Linked DNA regions of Hordeum vulgare: region 1 is linked to region 2. A link is a contact called in public Hi-C data. All regions are on one chromosome and are shown on one strand. Each heading gives the region's core, a stretch centred on a gene start, on an enhancer-like site or on the middle of the called end of the contact. The rest is flanking DNA. Distances are from core to core; before and after follow the strand shown.

What was found. Hi-C and Micro-C count contacts between places; a contact is called where the count stands out from the background.
Region 1: a contact with region 2 is called in a Hi-C map of seedling, with 2.8 times the contacts expected there. The contact joins the promoter of LOC123430559 here to the enhancer-like site in region 2. A contact is called at or near these places in 2 of 6 Hi-C or Micro-C datasets (leaf and seedling).

The regions. Positions count from the first base shown.
Region 1 is chr2H:565,394,241-565,400,479 of MorexV3_pseudomolecules_assembly, reverse strand. LOC123430559 (transcription factor TCP7-like) reads right to left here and starts at 4,933. Exons shown (of 1, transcript XM_045114418.1): 1 at 3,557-4,933. The coding sequence starts at 4,674. The coding sequence ends at 4,066.
Region 2 is chr2H:565,354,445-565,360,147 of MorexV3_pseudomolecules_assembly, reverse strand. LOC123427293 (probable sphingolipid transporter spinster homolog 2) reads right to left here. Exons shown (of 17, transcript XM_045111297.1): 14 at 3,960-4,079; 15 at 3,557-3,685; 16 at 3,022-3,100; 17 at 2,369-2,726. The coding sequence ends at 2,602. Among protein-coding and RNA genes, the nearest start is that of LOC123427293, 9.7 kb to the right of the region's middle. Within about 2 kb of position 1,962, at least 3 of the 3 cell types and tissues checked have open chromatin away from gene starts, as enhancers often do. A contact at or near this core is called in leaf and seedling, where this site is marked.

The sequences.
Region 1 (6,239 bases), core at 3,684-6,183, 37 kb before region 2:
ATACCATGTCAATGCCTCCCCCAAAGATAAAGGGAAAACCTTCTTCTTCACTTCATCTCCGGAAAAACCTACAAGCTAAAATAATCCACAAACTTCATTCACATAGATTAGGTGCATATCGGGATGTTCCGTTCCATCTCCTGCATAAGGATTAGCGAGCAGTTTCTCTATCATACCCGAAGGAATTTCATAATGAACATTTTCAGTAAGTGCAGCAGGTTGATAGACAACCCTTGGTGTTTCCATTCGAGGTGAAGATACCCCGAACAAGCCCCTCAAAGGATTACTTTCCATAGTGACAAGTAACAGTAAATTTCCGCACGTAATATAAATTTTCCCTTACCAAAGGCGCTTCACTCCCCGACAACGGTGCCAGAAAAGAGTCTTGATGACCCACAAGTATAAGGGGTCAATATTAGTCCTTTTGATAAGTAAGAGTGTCGAACCCAATGAGGAGCGGAAGGAAATAACAAGCGATTTTTGGCAAAGTAATTTCTGTAAGCAATGAAATAGTGGTAACAAGTTGTTTGATAGCAAGATAATTGTAACAAGTGACAAGTAGCAATAGTAACAATAGGTCCAGAAAGGTAGCCCAATCCTTTTGTGGCAAAGGACAGGCCAGAACAATTTCTTATAATAGGCAAAGTGTTCTTGAGGGCACATGGGAATTTCATCTAGTCACTTTTGTCATGTTGGGTTAATTCGCGTTCGGTATTTTGATAATTTGATATGTGGGTGGACCGGTGCTTGGGTCATGTTCTTACTTGAACAAACCTCTCACTTATGATTAACCCTTCCGCAAGCACCCGCAACTACGAGAAAAGTATTTATAATAAATTCTAACCATAGCATTAAACATAGGGATCCAAATCAGCCCCTTATGAAGTAGTGCATAGACTGGGTTCTAAGCTTCTTTCACTCTTGTAACCCACCCTCTAATTACTACTCCACAATGCATTCCCTTAGGCCCGAAATATGGTGAAGTGTTATATAGTCGACGTTCACATAACACCACTAAAGAAATCACAACATTCATATCATCAAAATACCGAACAAAATATTAACTTCACATGACTACTTACAACATGATTTCTCCCGTGGCCTCAAGAACAAAAGTAACTACCCACAAGTGATAAACATGTTCATGACCAGAGAGGTATTGAATAGCATAATGGATCTGAACATATGATCTTTCACCAAGTAAACCATAAAGCATCAACTACAAGATGTAATCAATACTATTAGACACACCCTAGGTATCAATTTGAGGTTCCGGTACAAGATTGAGTGCAAGAAATGAAATAGGGTTTTGCGAGGAGATGGAACCGACAGTTGGCGGGCTGGTACAAGTTGAATACACATGACGCGTTTAGGAAGGAGCCGATATGATACTGCGAAACCATGAAGGACATATCATCTTTACATCATGTCATTTTCTGCATACATGTTCTAGCGCCTTTGAAGAGGAAGTTTCACTATGTGTAGAAGGCATTGCACTCACCTTGAAGTGGAGCACATAGCCTTTTGTCGACGGACTGTTATGTGGCTGCTCAAATGTTTACGGATGACACGTCAAAGAGACCATCATGGTTGTTTTAGTTGAGGAAGGGGAAATAGCATATATTAGAAGAAGCCAAAATAATATAGCTCATGTTTTAGCGCAGATGGGTAGATCATCTACTCGCATGGCGCCATCACCGAGACAAGATTGACATTCTTAGCCAAGATGATTGTAATGAACCACCTTGATTGAAATGAATTTATGTTTTCCCCATTAAAAAAGTCACAATTCTTTATAGTGTGGCCTAGAAAAAGATTATTGTGCCCTATACTATATTTCTTTACATTGACCTCATACACACACAAAATCACATGTCTAGGACCCTTTTTTAATCCTGACCATGCGGAAAAAAAATATTACGTACTTTTTATTGGTTGTACTCCCCGTATTTGAAGCTGATCCGAATTGTTAAAAATTATTTAAAAGAAAATTTGTTGTACTCACAACACCTGAACAAGATCCGATTTAAAAAAATATAAAAAATAAAAGAGCATTGCGGTGAGCGTGACAAGATTGACACTCTTAGCGAAGATGATTGTAATGAACCACCTTGATTGAAATGAATTTATATTGTCCCTGTAAAGAAAAACAGTCACAGTTCTTTATAGTGTGGCACAGAATATACTATTTTTCTTTACACTGACCTCGTACACACACAAAATCACGTGTCTAGGCCCGTTTTTTATCCAGACCACGCAAAAAACATTTATTACGTATTCCTTATTTGTTGTACTTCCTGTATTTGAAGCAGATCCGAATTGTTAAAAATTATTTAAAAGAAAATTTCTTGTACTCACAGCACCTGAAGAAGATCCGATTTTTTTCAAAAAAAATGTTGTAGTTCCCGTATTTGAAGCAGATCCGGATTGTTAAAATTTATTAAAAGAAAAATTCTTGTACTCACAGCAACTGAAGAAGATCCGATTTTTTTTTTTAAAAAAAAAGAGATTTGCGGTGAGCGTGGATCGAACACGCGACCTTCAGATCTTCAGTCTGACGCTCTCCCAACTGAGCTATCCCCTCTTGGTGTCATCTGAACCAGAAAACCTTTATTATACTATATACTATATCTCCTGCTCCGAGAGAACATATTTGCGCCATGAACCTCTGCCCTTAAGTAGAGGCGTACGTTAATATCGATGCAAGCTGAGCGCGCTCTTCACTAATGTCACCTCCCATCGGCAAGTCCCGCACACAACACTGCACGAAAGTTTGCTTAAAGAAGAACGAAAAACAGTGCACGAAAGCAACAGATGTTGCCGATCTTTCTTTGCCCAAACCCAGCGAGAAGTTCCCGGCATGGCTGGCAATGGCATGCGGTTGTCCAACGACCAAGGAGTGTACCAACACCAAGTCACCAGCCCTTCCAAAATAAGAACAGCCGTAATAAGTCACCGGCATATCCATCCATTCCCAGAGACCTCAGTTCAGAGGCATGCAGCATTGCCTTGCAGCTGGCCGCCACCAACCAGCCCGGACGCCAAGGACAGGCAGGTTGGTGCGAGCAGCCTCACAGTCACAGAGGATGCCTCTTCAGCCGCAGGAAAAACATGTTTTTTCACAATGCTGCATACGCTACTACTGTGCTCCGTCCGTAACGTGGAGCACTTAAAATCTGCGAGCATCGCATCGCATCGCCAACGTAAGCCGTTGGGGGGCGCAGGGGCGCAGAGATCTGCATTCCGTCAGGCGAGGTAGGGCAGCTCTCTTCCCTGCCCGGCCAAATGGCTTACAGCTTGGCACCAATAATGGCCGGGGAAAACAGCCCGAGCCTTTCACCAGGGCAAAGTGGCAGAGGCCGTTAGCAGCAGCAGCAGCAGCTTTTGCCCCCAGCAGCAGTATTGCAGAGATAAAAGCGACGACCCACGATTAAAGTAAATCTGCTAAACATGAACTAAATCATTGTTTCGCAGCCCTGCCATGTCATTTCATCATCGTTTCGACTGTAGCCGCAGACGCCAATCACACACACACCGGAGAGAGAGAGAGAGAGCCTTGCATCAGCAAAACGATACTGCGTACTGATAGAGGGGCTGCCATTGAAGCAAAACAAGAATCGAGCGGTACAAGAGTGGCACTGTGTTAGATCGATCGTCACTCACAGCAACCAGCAGGCAATGGCAGGGCCGTGGCAGTGGCGTAATACACTGTAGTAACAACTAGCAGCAACAAGCACAATCACAAGTCTGACGAGATGGAGTAGTAGAAGTAAGATCTGGTAGCAGACCTGTGTCAACAGTTGCTTTGCTGCCTTGGAATCTCTGATGCTGCTCAGATCCTCGATTAATTCTTTCTTCCCCAGGCCAAAAATCCACGCAAAAGAAAACACACAGTGCACGCAAAGGAGAAAGGAAGCAAAAGGAAAATGCGAAAGTACGTAGGGCAAGCCACACCACACAGCAGCAAGCCAGCAGGAACTCCTGGCTTGGCTTGGTTCCAAGAATTAGGCAGCAGGGCACGGGCAGGTCAGCGCATGCGATCACGTAGGGAGTCGGCAGCGGCGGTCACCGGGACTCCTCCTCCGCTGGTCGCCTGGAGGCGCCGGAGAGCGCGGAGAGCAGGTTCAGGTGGTGGTGGTGTCCCTGCGCCACCGACGACGCGTACGCCTGCGCCTCCAGCGACGGGGAGAGGCCCCAGGGCACGGGCCGGGCCTGCAGCGCCTCCCAGAAGGACGGCGCCGCCTCGTGGTCCTCCCGCGGGCGCTTCCCCAGGAGGGATACGCCGGCGGTGGACGGCGCGGAGGAGCAGGAGAAGACGGCGGGGGTGGTGCCGGAGCCGGTGGCGGCCATGATGGACGGCTCGGCCTGCCGGAGCAGCCACTCCACGGTCTGCCCGTCCGACTTGAGCCCCAGCTCGCGGGTGAGCTGGAACACGCGCGCCGCGCACACGATCGGCATGCGCACGCGCCGCCCGCGCCCGTTCACCTTGCTGTGCCGGTCCTTGGCGCCCTTGGCCGCGCCGGCCTTTCTCGGCGCCGGCACCGCCACCACGGCGTCGTCCGCGGCCTCGGCCGACGAGAAGACGGGCATTGCCATCGTCTGGGACATGGGCGTCGCCGTCGGCATTGCCATGGGCCGGTAGAGCTGGAAGGTGGCGGCGTCGCGGGATGCCATGGCTGATTGCTGGTGGCTTAGCTTTCGTTCGGGTGGCGCACAGGTGTGTGGGGAGGTGATGGGGATGGATGGATGGATAGGGCCTTGTCCGCTTGGTCCCTGGCCCTGTGGGGTGCAAATTTATAAAGGGGCTGGAGTTTCATGTGCATTTTCTTTCTAGTATATTCATTTCATGCCTTCTGAATTCTGATACGTCAGAAGTGTGTACTACTACTACAAAGCCATACGCATTTCAGAGTGTAGAATGTCAGGAAAATGCTCATACTTAGGGCATCTCTACACGCGTCCCCAATAGCCCATCAAGATCTATTTTAGTCGCCTGTGTTAAAAAACTCGTCCAGTGGCGTTTCAGGACCTTGTTTTTCGTCGTTTTGAATCAAAATTGACGTCGGCGGATCTAGGCCGAACCCAACGCGCCGCGGTGTCGGAAAAAAATTTACGTGAAAACAAGCTGCGCCAAATCCTTACCGCGTGGACCCGTTGAGTCAGCAAGACTAGGCGTTGCTGAGAACGTTCGTCCTTTTCGTCGCCTTGGCTCCCGGGCCGGTTCAATTCGCCGGATACCAAGATGTGGCGGCGCAGTGATGGCACACTGTCGCACATCCCGCCCTTTCCCACCACGGGTGCACACCGCTCCCGCCCCTTCCCCGTTTTAAAAAGCCATGCATCATCGCCGCTCGTCGCACACTCGCCACTCCACCCCGTTCTCCCATCTTTCTCGCCTCCACCGTCGAAAACTTCCCGAGTCCATGGCGGAGCGTTTCCCCGGCGACGGAGCGGCTGCCAACAGCTTCGGCCGTCAGTCGTTGCACGAGTGAGAGGTGCACGCCCTCCGCGAGGCCAACTATCCGGCGTAGTCAAACATGCGCATGCCGGGCGCCTTGACATTGAGCGCCGGAGGAGTCCCCGTCCCCCTCCATCATCCGTCGCGGAACACCGCGGCGAGATCGCACGCATCCGGGCGTCTTTGCCGGAGCACGTGCGGCAGGAAGAAAAGTACGCCACAGACAATCTGCCTGTGTGGATGGCATACTTCCAGCGTCGCCACGCCGACCAGCTCGCCTCCACCAACGGGTTTCGGGCGCCAAGGGGGCGCCCCAACTCCGACGCCCGTCATCAGTGGTGGGGCGTCCCCCGGGCGCACGCTGCACGCCGTCCTCGAGCACATTGAGGGTGACAACGAGCCGTCGCTAGAGTAACCGACGTCGTCACTCTCGCGCCGGAGCGGCAGCTTGTGGCTACCGAGGAGAATGGTGGGGTCCTCGTTCTCGTCCTCCTCCCGCTCCTCCAGCACGATGCCGCCGCTCGCCACCGAGAAGAACGACGTGTGACGCAACGGTCGCGAAGAGGGCGGCGTCATCGTCCTTGACGATAGCGACGAGGAGGCGCCGACTTAGATCGCCTCCGTCCGCAGCGGTAATTCAGGCAAGGCTGTCGGAAGGACGGCGCGCAAGACGGCGACTACGGCGATGACGACGGTAACGACGGCTACATCGCCTTCTATCAGCTCCTCGACATGAACGACTATCAGCGGTAGGTCGAGGACGACGGCTGCGTAGTTTTTT
Region 2 (5,703 bases), core at 713-3,212:
CCGTGCATCCCTCGCAAGACCGCAGCGTTGCCCAAGAAGAAGCTGACATCGGAGGAGCGGGTCATGCAGTCGGCCAAGAGGAAGGGCCGGAGGCATGCGGCGGACGCAAGGGAAGAAGTTGCGGCCGCCACCGGCATGAACTTCGGTGGGCGACATGGCCATTGCCCTTTTGGACATGAAATGGGTCGCCTACGTTGGGCGCACGGCCGGCCCAAAATGAAAACTGGTTGTACGCCGAGCTGGTGGCCAACCCAAATGGACAAAGAGCAGACAAAACCGTCGTCGTTTTGGGTCGGCCGGTTGGAGTTGCTCTTAGAGAAACTCCAACCGCACGACGGACGCACACGTCTTTTATCAGGCAGGCGGAAAACGTTTGGGTCGGCCGTCGGTCGTGTTCACCTCTGTTTTTAAATGAATCGGTCGTGCGGCCAACGCGTCGACCCATTTTTCGTCTGTGCTTAACATTTTTTAAGATAAAAAAGGTCCACGGTCACGGATCATGTCAGTGACCACACGAGCGTCAAGAGTTCATGTCGACGATATTGCCAGCGGCCGACATACATATGTCAGGCTACAAAAAGAATACACAGTTCTCAAACTGGATACACTTGCCAACGAGGTCGGCACACATGCCTGCACACAAAATGAGGATGTAGTTCCACCACGCCATCTTATTCGCGGTCATCATGCCCGCACACCATGGCATGGATCACTCGTCATCGAGGTTGAGCATGTCGGCCTTCATCTTTTCGAACCAAGACCGCTTCCTCGGAGAGATCGTGCTCAAGTCCACCTTCATGATTTCGACACCTCGATGGACATGCGCGGAGACAGCGGCAGCGACGAGCCCGTGCTGCCCTGGATCCAACCCCGGCATCAGCAGGGCCTGCCTCGTGGCGGCAGCGATGAGCCGGTAGTTCTTTGCGACTTCGGCCTCCCGATCTACGGTGGCGGCGATGCTACACGCGATCGCGACCTCCTTCCTGGCCTCTTGCTCATGCCGACGGTGCTTCCTCCTATCCGATTGGACGGCGCACTCCTGAAATGTCAAAACCTTCTTCTTGTTGGTCATAGCCGGCCCTTTGCGTTCGCCCTTGACAGAACCGACGAAGGCAAGAGAGGTGAGGTCGACGGCGATGTCGAGGGTCCCACGTCATCGTCCATAGCGCGCGCGAGTGGATGGGATGTTTTTGGGAAATTGGACGGAAACGATGACGTTGTGTCACCGACTGGCGTTGAAGGGGAAAGAAGGGTGGGTGACGCGGGCGTCCGTCCCGTGTGTGCGCTGATGCAAATCCGGCTTAAATTTGAGCGTGGAATGGATCGCGCGTGGACACAAAATGGACACACATCCGTTTGAATCGACGTGTTGGTTGTGTTTTCTGTCCGCGACAAACCAAACGGACACGCCAGGACAAAACGGGTCGTGCGATTGAAGTTGCTCTAACATTGATCTGCATATAGAAAAACTTTCGAGGTTTACAATCTTTTTGACATGCTGCATTCCATCGGCGTCGTTTCAGGGTAGTCCTCCGAAAAATCATTTGCCATGCCTGTGCCTGGCTGCGTCCGCATGCAAAAGAAGGAAAAGAAACTTGCATTGCATGCATGATGCATGCTATCAGTACCCCGGGGCGTTGACAGAGACCCAGCTACACAGCAGGTCATTCTCAGCTGATATTCAGCGAGACCAATAAACAGATTTGTACGAGTCGTTTTCAAACAAAAGGCCGGGGCAGAGGTCACGCGTGCAGCGGATGGTGCGATGCGGACGGGCGGCGATTTATCCACCAAGTGCCGAGAGTGGTGGCGACTGGCAAGTAATAGCAGGAGGACGCGCGGGCGCACGTATACGAACGTAGGTGACGAATGATTCTTGTTGTGGTACTAGCAGGATGGCAGGGTGCTGCTCGCGTTGCATGTGTGGTGGAGCCGCGGCCGGGCAGCTGGATCATCGGGCGGATTGACGGCTCGCCAGACGCGACATGCTGTTGCTGTTGCTGTTGCGCCCAGCCTGGACCACATTGGTTGTTCCGGGTCATGATCGCGCTGCAACCCTCTTCCCTCTTCCTGGTGCAGCGTACATCGCCATTCCAGTCGGCAGTTGGGCGCCCGTTCATTTTATTCCGCTGACCTACCAGATGTACGGGCAGCATGGCGGATGATTGGGACCATATACCCTGGGGGCGTTCAATCCCATGTGCATTTACTAAAGCAATTTATCATGCAGTACTACGCAATTTATCATGAAAGAAAAACCAAATAGATGATGGATCCATCCACATGATCTATTTTGGCGACCGGTAGAGAAGTAGAAACCGGGCAAGCAATTCTAGCTTCAGATCCGACTAATTCAGAAAAAAAATTGTTGACATGTGCAAACATTACCCACCTTTCTGATAAGTTACACGACTGATACATACTCTGTTACAGTTATCTGCAGTCTGTACACAAAAGCCAAGAAGACCAATAGAGCAAATGATGATTTATGTACAGGTACAGCCAACGGACATGCAAATTTACATTTCACAATGCTTGCTGGCACGGCCGAAATAATCCGGCTAAGAAAGAAAAAGACATCTTGGTCGATGACCTCACTCATCATTCAGAAGTGCGCGCTTCATCGTTTCCATCATCAAGCAATGGCCTGAGGTTTGATCTCTCAGTGGCAGGAACACCATGCTCGCTCTGCTCATTGAAACGATCAACACTATTCAAAAATATGCCTGCAGAGAGTAAATATGTCCCAGCTTCAGCCAAGTATCACAAATACACACTAAAATGCATTACTGCAGGGCAAGTTTAAATTTATTTTAGGATAAGCATATTCAATCTGCACATTAAGGCATGGTAGTGATTTGGTTTGGTTTCAAATCATGCTTGCATATGACTGCTACACATGAAGGAATGTCTGAGAGGCTGAAACAGTACGGTCCCTTTAATCAGTAAGTGAAAACATGAGATACTGCCCAGACATTATACTATATGAAGTTATATAATTTCTATACTAAGAGAGCATACCCCAAAACCAAAATCCAAATGCACCAATGAAGACGGATGTCAACAAAAGCGCCGTTATTCTCCAGTTATGGAGTTTGTCCTGCATCAAAGTTCCAACAATAAAAGCACAATGTAAGACTCTACGATGCAACAATACTGAAAAGCATCACCATCCAAGTGGTGTTGCATGCAACTAAAATGCTATATTAGCTTATAATGCATCATCTGCTAGGGCACTAATAGAGTGATAAGAGGACACATAAATATTGGGATCTAAAATAATATACTCCCTCCCTCTGTATCAAAATATAAGACCTTTTTTTTCTAAATCTAGACCAAAAACGTCTTATATTTTAATATAAAGGAGTATTTACATATAAATCAAATTCATTATGACAATCATTGAGACATCAACGTAGCAGAATATTTGCATATGGGGGTAATCTCGTTTACATGAAAATAATGGACCTGATTACATACAGAGAACATGGGCTAAGTTGCTGAGCAAGTAATTCTTTGCCTATGATTCATTGAGAACAAGCACAAAAACAAGTACCTGAATTAACCCAACAAGGGGTGAGGAAGGCACATCACCCAATATATGGATTGAAACAGTAGACATAGCCATTGATAATGGCCGCAAACTTGGTTTCACAGAATGAAGGCATATGTAGTTTACTGGAGCCTGTACGTTCAAAGGATAAGTATATCTGAAGAATTAAAAATAGAAGCAAGCTGTTTAAAATCATTGTGCTTTTACATCTAATATCTGTACAGCAACTAGATTAACTTCCGATGTAAAGATTTTCAAAAGTGGGAACCAAGATAACAAACATAATAAAATAGGACTACATTTTTTTGTGTTCCTAAATTAGCAACAATAGTTTCAGAGCTCAGCTACGTACCAGGAGTACGAATGTACCGTGTTGTGAAAATAGTTCAGCGAAGGAAGTATTTACCTGAGTTGCAAAAACCAAGAGCTCCCCCACTGAAAAAAAGGGTATGAACCCATAAAGGCTCTTGAAACAAAAGGCACCGAAACAAAATATCGCCCCTAGGAAAGTTGCGCCAGAAAGAAGCTACAAAAAAGAAATCACGTCAATTGAAGTAAGAATTACATTATTAATACATAGTAAGAAGCATATACAGTTTCCTTTAGCTTCATTGCTCCAGCCTCCAGACTTAGTATATGACTGCCATGTACTACTCAGTAGACATAAGTATATGACTGCCATGTACTCTACTACTCAGTAGACATAAGAGCATCTCCAACGGCCGGGCCAAAAGACGCGCGCGCGGGGGAGGTTTTGGGGCGCTCCAGCGGCGGCGGGAAAGTCGCGCGCGCGGGAACCGCTTGCGCGCGCGCGAAAAGGCGGCAGCTCGCGCGCCAATTTTGCCGCGCCGCGTCCGGCGCGCCTATAAAATGCGGCGCTCGCCACACGCGCCTCCACCGCTCCTCTTCTCTTCCTCTACCTCCCGCTCCAGCGCCCCGCCACCGACGCGCCACCGAGGAGCATCGGGCTACCGCGGCGTCCGCCTGCGCCCCAACGGCGGGTACTACTCGGAGATACGCTCCGGCGATCTCCGTCTCAGCCTCGGCACCTACGAGACGACGCATGAGGCTGCCCGCGCGTTCGACGCGGCGGCGTGGCGCCTAGGCAGGCCGCGCCGGCAGATGAACTTCCAGGACGTCCACACGCTCCAGGCGCTAGACGTCGCCCCGCCGCCTCGTCTTAACTCCGCACAAGACCGTGCGGAGCACACTGCGCGGCAGCGCCGCCTCCTCGTCGCCCAGGAGGACGAGCGGGTCATGGCGGAGTGGCGCCGGCGCCACCCGGAGGACGTCACCTACGAGCAAGACTACTGGGCGCAGCGCCGCGAGGTGGACACGCGAAGGCGCCGCGAGGAGCAGTTGGACAGCGTCGGAGGAAGGCATTGGCGAGTGCGCATGCCGATCTCGTTGCAGCAGGCAGGAGGTCGTTCTTCACTGAAAACGATGATCGTTGGTTGGACATATGGCTGTCAACCTCTGACGACACCAACGACGATGATGATGGTGATGATTGGAGCGCGACTGGGAGTAGTTTATATGTTTTCGAACTATCTATCTACTTGCACCGTACTTTTATCTATGTTTTTGAACTATCTATCTAGTTGCACCGATGTAAAATAACTTTGTATCGTTTTTTATTTTATGCAATCTATTTTTAGTATTTTGCCGATTTTGCAATCTATCTATAGTTGTTAAAAATGTTGTGCACCGATGTAAAAATGTTGTGCGCGCTGCTGGAGCGGCGCGCGCGCTGCATTTTAGCACGGCTACTGGAGCCAGCGCCTATCCCCGCGCTAAACCGAAGCGCGCGCGGCAAACACATTTTTTGGGCGCGGCGCGAAGCGCGGCTGTTGGAGATGCTCTAAGTATAACAGACCCATGTTCAACATCATGCTGACTGGTATCTACAACAACAACAACAAAGCCTTTAGTCCCAAACAAGTTGGGGTAGGCTAGAGGTGAAACCCATAAGATCTTGCGACCAACATGTTGTTTCTCGTGACCAACATCATGCTGACTGGTATATAAAAAAGAAAATTTGGGCATGACTACTTAATGGTCCAGTGTCGTTCTGCTAAAGAACAAATAAGGCAACAGGCAATGATAAGAACTAATCTTAGGCACATGCCCAAAAAGAACGACACATTAAC